Linked DNA regions of Sus scrofa: region 1 is linked to region 2. Evidence: chromatin contacts called from public Hi-C data. All regions are on one chromosome and are shown on one strand. The core of a region is the stretch at or near the end of the contact, and the rest is flanking DNA. Distances in the headings are between cores, read along the strand shown. Region 1 overlaps GOSR2 (Golgi SNAP receptor complex member 2). Region 2 holds the start of WNT9B (protein Wnt-9b).

Region 1 (4,887 bases), core at 2,213-4,712, 84 kb before region 2:
CACTGCTCTTAGGGAACCTAGGCAGCCCCAAGCCTGCCCTGGATGACATCACCGAGCCCTGAACCAACCAATCCTGCGGTCTATACCAGTTCCATAGATTCTCACTGCTGAAGCTACCTGGAGTCGCAGCTCAGGGCATCCTCAATGATTCACATGCCTGACTGTTTTGTCTTCAGCCCAGCTCTGGGATGTAGCTCATTATTACCACCCCCACTTCATGTATGAGGACACTGAGGCTGAGAGAGGGTGAGCAATCGATAGTAATAAAGTGGAGATCTGAATTCAGGTCTTCTGATGCCAAATGCAACGCTATGTCCATGACATTACACCTGTTCACGAATAAAATCTAACAGCCGAACCCCTGCTGTGCTTTCTTGAGGGACACTAGGTCCTTGAGTAACAACCATATCAGCTGCATAAGAAGGGACCAGACCTAGGTCTTGTTCAAAGCTACCATCCCATGTCCCAGGCTGTGCAGAAGCACTTTATATACATTGCAGAGTTCACTGGCTCCCAGCCTCCCTGTGGGACGTCTGTATTTTGGTTTTGTTTTCCTTTTTTTGGCCACCCCATGGCATATGGGGTTCCCAGGCCAGGGTTCAGATCTAAGCCGAAGTTGTGACCTACATCCTTGAATGCACCGTGCTAGGCCAGGGATAGAACCTGCATCCTAGTGCTGCAGAGAAGCCACCAATCCTGTTGCACCACAGCAGGAACTCAGCCCAGCCTCCCTGTGGGATGGCATAATTTATCCCTACAGGATAAGACACCAGTTTGGGGATAGGTGAAAAGCCTTGCTCAAGGCGACACAATTAATAAGGGACAGAGCTGGGCTGCATACCCAGGCCTGCTTGATTCTAATCCCTTAAGCTTTCTTGCCTCTTAACAATCACTTCTACTGACTGCCAAGATCTCAAGTGTGGGCACATGAACCACCATTAGGAGGAAGCTGTTAGTATTCCCATCCCACAGATGAGCAAACAGGTTGGGGTAATTAAGCCCAAGGTTACCTTGCTAGAAAGTGGTAAAGTCAAGATTCTAAGCCGTATCTACCAACCCCACCACAACACCAACTCGCCACCCCTCATCCTGCTTGCGGCATCTCACAAGGTCATGTCCAAGGTCTTTGGTGGCCAGGACTTCTCAGGAGCTAACCCTGTCACAACACACACCGTCTACAGCTTCTCCACTAGGTCTCATCAGCATGTCATCAGGGGCCGTGGGGAGAGCACACTGTGGCTCAGCGGGTTAAGAACCCAACATAGTGTCCGTGAGGATGTGGCCTCACACCCCTGGCCTTGCTCAGTGGGTTAAGGATCTGATGTTGCCACAAGCTGCAGTGTAGGTTGAAGATGCAGCTTGGATCTGGCATGGCTGTGGCTGTAGTGCAGGCCAGCAGCTGCAGCTGATGAGACCACTAACCTGGGAAAGTCCACATGCCACAGATGCAGCTGTAAAAAGAAAAAAGAAAGGAGCTGTGGGGAGCTCTCAAGGCGGGCAGCAGTGCCAGCCTCTGCTCTCACAGCTGCGTCCACCTGGTGGTTGCTCCACGCCTGAGGACTGCAGACACGGGCGCTCCTGAGAAAGACCGACGACTCCCCAGAGCTGCAGCACACCCCCACTCCTGACTGATCCCAAAGACGCGGCTTTAAACCAGACCCCATGGCGAGGCTGGCTCAGGAGCGCCCCACTCCCGCTCCCTGAGCAGTGGCTCCTGGGTCCACAGAGCCCAAGGCGCCAGCAGGGACCCTTCCCACTGCTCCTGGTTCAGGATAACAGTTAAGGATCTTTCCATTCTGCCTTCAAGCTTCAACCCCCGCTCCAGCTTCCTACCCTACACTTCCCCACTCTTTCCACAGGCCACTGGGAGACCCAGCCAGCTGAGACCAGAGTTCACACTCCCCCCTCCCAACCAGCTCCCCTCCAGGACACCCCCACCCTCTCCACCCAGCTGCAGTCCTCCCTCCGGGCCGTGTCCCGACAGCACTGGGACCCAGGTCTGAAGCCCTCTGCCCTCTGAAGGCGCAATCTCCCATATCTACCCCACTTCCTTGGCACCTATCACTGCCCCATGACGTCTTATAATTACTGACTTTTTATGTTAAAAGGGTGAGATACTAGGGTTGAGCTGATACTAGGGTTGAGCTTCCCCCACTTAAGTGACTATCCCAGGCCTTCTACGTCTTTATGTGCTGGACTCCAAATGGATGACTTTGGAAAACTTGTTGTAAGGTAACTTCTCATTCAAGGAAGCGGCCACGGCTCCCATTCTGGAATTCTGTTCTGGGGCTGCCTTCCGAGGGTCTCCCAGGTCCCCGGGCTGTGGTAAGAGAGGCTGCTTCCTGCTACAGAGGTGGAGGAGGGGGCAGAAATGGTTTTGTGGAAGAAATCAGCACAGACATGACTTTGCGGCCACCTATGCTCACAGCCACAAGAATTCAGACTGCATCTGCGAGCGTTGGGGGTTTTAGCTTTTCATGTTCACCACGTGGAAAGCCTGAGGGCCGGCGAGGATGATCCTCTGCTCCTGCAGAGGTCCTGACTCCTGACCCGCTGCCTGGGCCTGCACACGTTCCGGCAAGAGACACTCTTAGCAGGGCATGCTGACCAGGGCCAGGGGAGCAGAGCCAGGGGCCGGGCTCTGCCCACGCTGCCCTGGGTGAAAGAAAGTGGAGTCCATGGCGCGGGCTGGAAAAGGGAAGAAGAGAGTGAAACCGCAGCCCTTCCGCCCCTGATGAGTGACCGCCCACCAAGGAGTGGATGCTGTCTGAATTCTTGTGGCTGTGAGCAGAGGTGGCCGCAGTCACGTCTGTGCTGATTTCTTCCACAAAACCATTTCTGCCCCCTCCTTGGGTCTCTGAGCAGCAGCTGTTTCTTGGATGGGCTCTGAGCTGGTGGGAAGAAGCCGTGAGCCAAGCGGATGATGGCACGTCAGCTCTCCTAGCAGATCCCTCTCCAGCCTCTGACAGCCAGAGGCTGATTAAAGCGTGTTAACTCCCGCCCCCGCCACCCTGTTCCCCTTCAACTTGGCCCACAACCCTTCCTCTCCTTCAAACGTCCTGCAGCCTTCACCTCGCTTCTGCCCAGAAAGCCCTTGCTAGTTAAGCCCCCTGCACCAGTGCTGACCCTCCACCTTGGCAGTTCTGCTTGTTTCAATGAGTAGTTCTCGTCTTTCCCGTTAAATGGGAAGAATGACCTAACACACCTGGAAGGCATTTAGAGCAATGGTTCTCAACCTTGGCTGCACCCGAGAATCTCTTGGAATGTTAAAAAGAAAAAAAAAAAAAATCCTGAAATCCAGGCCACACCCCTGATCAAGTAGCTCAGATCCTTGGGGGCCAAGAGTCAGAATCGAGATTTTTAGTTTATTTTTTTGACCGAGCCCATGGTGTATGGAAGTTCCTTGGCCAGGGGAACCACAGCAGTGACAATGCTGAGCCCTTAACTGCTAGGCCACCAGGAAACTCCCAGAATCAAGACATTGCAAAACTCCCCAGTAAGTGGCTAAGGCTGAGAATGACTGCTTCAGACGTCTGGAGTCTGCTACAAAACATGAGGTCATTTTGGCCCTGTGACAACTCTGGGAAGGAACACAAGACAGGTGTGACTCCCATTCTAAGAGAACACTTAGGTTCAGAGAGGTGCCGGCCATGTGGCTGCCGCCAGCAGAGCTGGGATTCGAAAGCAGGTGCCTGCATCCTAGACTCAGGGCTTTTACTGCTGCCACTTCCTCTTTAATGACTGCCAGCTGCCGAGGGCAGAGGTCGCTCCCAACCCCCGTCTGCCCTAAAACAGTTAACACGATGCCAGGCATATGCCCTGTGTACTAAGAGCTTCCCTGCCAAGGAGGGCCTGGTGGAGCTTGTGTGGGCTCTTCATGAGGAGGGGCTGGGGAGACCCCACCAACAGAATTGCTAGGTCAGAGGGACAGGCTCCGAGGCCACAGTCCCCTCTTCCTGGATTTCTTCTATCAGTCATCGGTGTCTTAGGTTTTAGCGTAAGCAGGGTGACCAACAATCCTGGTTTATTCCAGCCGAAGCAGGTCACCAGGATTTAGGACTTTCAGCTTTAAAGCCAGGACACATTAGTTGCCCTCCTTGTCTCTCCCCAAACAGTCCTGGTTGGCACCTTTTTCCTTCCATGCCCCCTCCTCCCTTTATATTTATCATCACTGCTGCTGAGGGCCCATGAGCACAGGCTGGTGGCTTCCTCCAGGCCTGGCCACACCAGCTCAGCTGAACCATGGCCTCCATGTCTCAGAAGTCTGTCATCTGCATGCGCTGGGGTCCCCCAGTGCCCCGCTACAGGCCGCTGGCCTGACAGCTGCAGAACCAACGCCTGCTGCACACGCAGGATGCACAGAGGTCCCCGCAGCGAGGACTCCTCAGCAACCACCATTCCCCAGGAAATGTGTAGCACTGGAGGTAGGTTGGGGGGGAGGGTGTCTCTTAGAGGTGACATGGGATTGTGGGGGTGTCTGGGACACATCCCAGAGGAAACAAAGACGCTGATATGCAAAAGAGCATCACAGCATGTTCCCAGAAGGCTAAGCAGTCTCGGGAGGAAGGAGAGCTGGGCAGGGCTGGGAGGTGCCACTGGAGGTGGCAGTGACAGGCTGGCCTGTCACACTATGGTGCTGTCCTCAGCAGACACAGAGGCATCAATGAGGGGGGCCCCTGGCCAAGAAGGACCTTCTTCCCAAAGCACACGGGAGAATTAAATAATCCCCGGCTGGTCTAGAGCAGTGGCTCCCTTGGTGTGGCCGAGGGACGTCTGCAGGGCGGCCTTGTCCTGGGTAGAAGGCGCTTGTGCTGGAACAGTCTCTCATCCTCATCCACACGTTACAAACACCTGGACGTCCCTTAAAACCTCCACCATCCAGGCTGC
Region 2 (4,460 bases), core at 378-2,877:
GCACAGAGAGGTTAAGTGACTTGGCCAAGAGCACACAGCTAGCAAGTAGATGGATTAGGGATTGAACCCAAATTCTGTGCCCTAACCATTCGATCCTGTGTCCTGAGGTAGCAGCAGTGTCTTTTCAAGCCTAAAATCATTGGGAACAACCTGTATGTACAGTGCTCTTGAAGTGAATAGAGAGGCTTAGTCATATCAAGTTCAGCCCCTTCTTTGTACAAAACGGGACACTGAGGCAGAGACTGAGTGGTCTTCCCAGGTCACCAGCAAGTTGAGCCCAGAGCTAGTCTGGGCTGACACTACCCCACCCCCTATACATTTCAGAAGAGGCCATTGCCCACAGCCAAGGCATGCTTTAACCAGGGGTCATGACCTGGAAATTAGCACACAGCCCTATTCCAGCCTCTCCTGGACCTCTCAGACCCTTATTCACCCCTCCCTGCCAGGTCCTCAAGAGTAGTGTCTGGCAAGCCACTTGCTTGGTGGTTTATGTTTTTGGGGTTTGGCTTTTGTTTTTTGTTTTTTTGTTTGTTTGTTTTTTGCTTTTGCGGGATGGGGTTAGACTGTAAACCTCACCCTGACTTAGGTTGAAGATTTCAAAAAATGATTTAAAGTAACAGGCTGTGCATACTTGGAGCAAGCGTGGGGTGGAGGTCAGGAAAGTGACTTCACACCCATGACCCCATCGCCCACCCCAAGTCCCTGCAATTCAGGGTCAGAGAATGAGTGATGATTGCCCTGTAACTTGTTCTCCAAACACTGCCTGCTTTCACCTCATTCTCTCCCCAGGTGTCACGCCACCTCTGATCCTCCTTTTCCAGTCATATACACCACCTCCCCTCTCACTCTCTTCACCATTCTCTTGAGAATTCACCCAAAGCCAGGTCTGAAATTTGGTCAGGTTTCCCCCACAGAGGTTTCTCTCCGCGTCTCCAGCTGACACTCCCCACAGTCCGCAGGTTCCTCCATCGAGATCCCCTCCCCCGGCCTCGGTGACAACCCACCCGCCCAGCCAGCCAGCCAGGTCGCTGCTCCGCGGGGCAAAGGCAGAGGGTGGGGAGGGAGACCCTGGCAAGGGCTATGGCTAGACAGAGCCCACGATGGGGGCTGACAGAGCAACGAGTGAGGGTCAGAGAGGATATCTGAGCCCGAGACTGACGCCTGGACCGGAACAAGGTCCGAGACGCCTGCAGGGGTCCGGGAGCCTGCACCGGGCCAGGGTCCGAGACCTGATGGAGTGGGCGGGATGAGGTCTCGGACAGGGCAGGGGAGAAGAGCGGAGGTGTAGGGGATCAGAGCTCGGACCGAACCTGGGAAGCCAGAGAAGGCGGTCGGGGCGCGAACTCCGACCCTGAGGTGCGGCCAGTGCTACCGGGGCTAAGGACTGAGTTCGAGATCCCACCCCGGCCACCAGCGGGAAGGAAAAGTTGGCGGTGCTGCAGCGGGAGGAGGGGAAGGCAGGCGAACCGGGGCGCAGCGGGCACTGACCCGAAGTAGGCGGCGGCGGCGGCGGCGGGCAGCGCCAGCAGGCAGAGCGCGGCCAGGGCCAGCGCGGGCGGGGGGCGCATGATGCCGGCGACGCGGCGCCCTGTCGCATCTCCTCGCGCTGCTCAGTGCTCGCAGCGCCGCCACCAGCCGCCTGCAGGGCTTTAAACCCGGGTGGTGTGGGGCGGGGCGGAGCGGTTGGGGGGCGGGAGTGGCGCTTGCAGTGTCCCGGGGCGGCGAGCCCCCCGCCTCATTGGCCCCGCCGGCTTGCTCCGCCCCATCGCGGGTGGGGCCACCGCCCCGGGTCCGCCCCCGCCCTGCCCCCCAGCTCCCCTCCCACCCGCCCCAGGTGAGAGCTCACCTGAAGCCGCTCGGGCCGAAGAACGCGGCGGCTGAACCCGAAGGCCCTCGGGCCTGGAAGGCGAGGATGGGGGTACGAGGCGGGGACCGGGGGATTTCTGCCTCCCTGGGCGGGTGGTGGGACGCGCAGAATTCCCTCCCCTCACAAGGAAAAAGGGGTGGGGGGCATAGAAGGAGGGAGACGCTCGGAGTCCCGGAGCTGTGTCTCGTCCGCTCTCCCGCGGGCGGGTGCGCGTCCCTCTGCCCCAGCTCCGCGACTCTTCGAAGGCCGGGCCTTCGAATGCGGACGCAGAGCCGCTCTTCCAGAGCAGGAGAAATGCACGTCTAATGGCAAAGGGAGTCCTGGGAGGTGCCTTGGTCTCAGCGGAAGGGGGAAAGGGAGCCCAGTTTCTAAACAGGACACTGTCTGTCAAGGAGGAGCCCTCAGTGAGCATTTGGTGATGTTCAAGGAACAAAAACCTAGATTCTCCTGTCAGTGGGGCAGGCAGAGCCGGGGCGGGGGAGGAACCTCCTTTCCAAGGTGCGCAGATGCTAGAACTTCCCTCAGACAGCATGGAAATGTCCAGTTTGGGGCCACGACGCTCTGTCTTGCTAAATTTTTTAAAAAGTTTAACCCTAATTCCTGCAGCGAAGGTGCCATGATCAATGCAGTGGGGGGCACCGGTCTAGGAAAGCAACATACAAGTCATCCAAGCAAGATTCATTGCGGTTTTGAAAGTCTTGAACATGGGGTCAAATCCAGGCAAACAAATTGTGACTTGTCCTGAATGCCAAGATCTGCATGTAAAGTTTCCCCCAAATCAACCATGCATGCAGAACACTAGGTGACAGCGACCTTGGCTTTGTGGACACGAAGGGGTTGAGAGACTGGTGGGAAGATGGGAGCTGCAATATTAACAGAGGAAGCCACTGGCCACAGTGAGACTTTCTGAGCTCAGTTTCCCTGTCAAATGAGCAGAGTGATTAGCTAATCAATGATCTTTAACAACTCTGCCAGCGCTATCAAATCTCGTTCTGTTGATGAAGGCGCAGGACCTGAGTAAGTAAATGATGAACTCAGATATGAAATGGGGATGATGACAAATATCTCACAGGATTTTTCTGTAGAGATAAGAGTGATGCCAGGAGTTCTCGTCATGGCTCAGTGGTTAATGAATCTGACTAGGAACAATAAGCTTGTGGGTTTTATTCCTGGCTTTGCTCAGTGGGTTAAGGATCCGGCGTTGCAGACGGTGTATGTTGGTGTAGGTTGCAGACACGGCTCGGATCCCATGTTGCTGTGGCTGTGGTGTAGGCCGTGGCTACAGCTCCGATTAGACCCCTACCCTGGGAACCTCCACATGCCGTGGGTGCGGCCCTAGAAAGGACAGAAAGACCAAAACCAAAACAAAAAAAAGAGTGATGCCAAATGCCTAGCAGGTGCTGGCTTTCATTTCAGGGGTTGTTATCCTGCAGGCAGGACCAGTGGTGTGCTGGTGCTTACAACTGCTCTGCGAGTCAGGCAAGAGTCTAACATATAATTTGCCAATTTCTGTGCTGCAAATATTGCCATCGCGACTGATTTCAAGCTATCAGTGTGGCGTCATCTTGATCTCTGGAGTTAGAAAGAGATTTGTACAGGTGGCTCTGCAGGCCAATCCGAACCAGCTCCAACACATCACTGGTAAGACCTTGAATCAGGCTTAGCAAGGCTCAGAGGAGGGGATGCCAAGCTGGACCAGTGTGAGTCAGGGAGGAGCAAGAGCCCCCACCAGGCCCCAGCCACCCCAATGGGCACCTGAATTCAGGCGAGGGAGGTGGGAGCTGCCCCAAGTTCCCTTCCTTTCCTCATGCCCGTGAGCACCCAAGGTGCACACAAGCACACACAAGCCTGCAGGTGCCTGGAGAGGGTGGGGGAAGGGGGAGGCACATTCTCCCAAAGTGACACTTTTTCAACATTTCATAAAAGATATATGTTGACATCTGACAGTTAAGGCTGCAATGCAGAGAAGTTGCAGGAAGCACCAAAGATGTATGGGAGACATCAGTGGTGGGGCAGAGGCACACATGGAAATATCCAGATGGAAGTTCTTGAGCCTCCACTAGCCCACGATGTGGCGCCTTCCTTCTGAGGTTAGAACCAAACGCTGCTGGCCTCTGCCTGCTGGGGTGACCCCCCAACTTACCCATGGAGGCTTCAGAGTTCTGCTTCGGCCTTACTGGTCAGCAGGACTTCATGGAACTGCCCAGTTAGCAGTCGCCGTTGCTGATAATAGTTCCAATAGCAGCTCCTATGTACCAAGCTGCCTGTGTGTGCGAGTATGCGTGCATGCACCCGCCCCAGCGTATGTGTGTGCACGGGCGTGCCTGCTCAGGCCTAGAACATGTACCAGCACATGTCTCACTGAAGCCTCAAGCCCCCTGTGAGTTTAGGGCTATCATTATTCCCATTGCACTGACAAGTTAAGTGAGGCCCAGGAAGATTAATAGCTGGTGCACATGACCCAGTTGTAGGTAATGGAAATAAGAGTGAAGCCCACCCCCAGAGGGACTGTCACACTTGCTGTGGCTCCTGATTGACCATGGCTGGCTGAAGGCTGCCCAGGCAGGGCCCTGCCCACAGTGGCCTTTGCATG

The links. Hi-C and Micro-C count contacts between places; a contact is called where the count stands out from the background.
Region 1: a Hi-C map of liver shows a contact between it and region 2, with 2.1 times the contacts expected there. The contact joins the enhancer-like site here to the promoter of WNT9B in region 2. A contact is called at or near these places in 2 of 5 promoter capture datasets (fetal liver and liver) and 12 of 47 Hi-C or Micro-C datasets (alveolar macrophages, embryonic fibroblasts, fetal heart ventricle and 7 more).

What each region holds. Positions count from the first base shown.
Region 1 is chr12:17,791,151-17,796,037 of Sscrofa11.1, reverse strand. It overlaps GOSR2 (Golgi SNAP receptor complex member 2), which reads right to left. Exons shown (of 6, transcript XM_003131316.6): 6 at 1-4,887. Among named protein-coding and RNA genes, the nearest start is that of RPRML, 25 kb to the left of the region's middle. Within about 2 kb of position 3,462, at least 3 of the 83 cell types and tissues checked have an H3K27ac peak or open chromatin away from gene starts, as enhancers often do. A contact at or near this core is called in alveolar macrophages and liver, where this site is marked.
Region 2 is chr12:17,706,213-17,710,672 of Sscrofa11.1, reverse strand. WNT9B (protein Wnt-9b) reads right to left here and starts at 1,627. Exons shown (of 4, transcript XM_021066827.1): 1 at 1,489-1,627. The coding sequence starts at 1,568. All of the region lies in intron 5 of LOC102167870 (a long non-coding RNA gene), which reads left to right.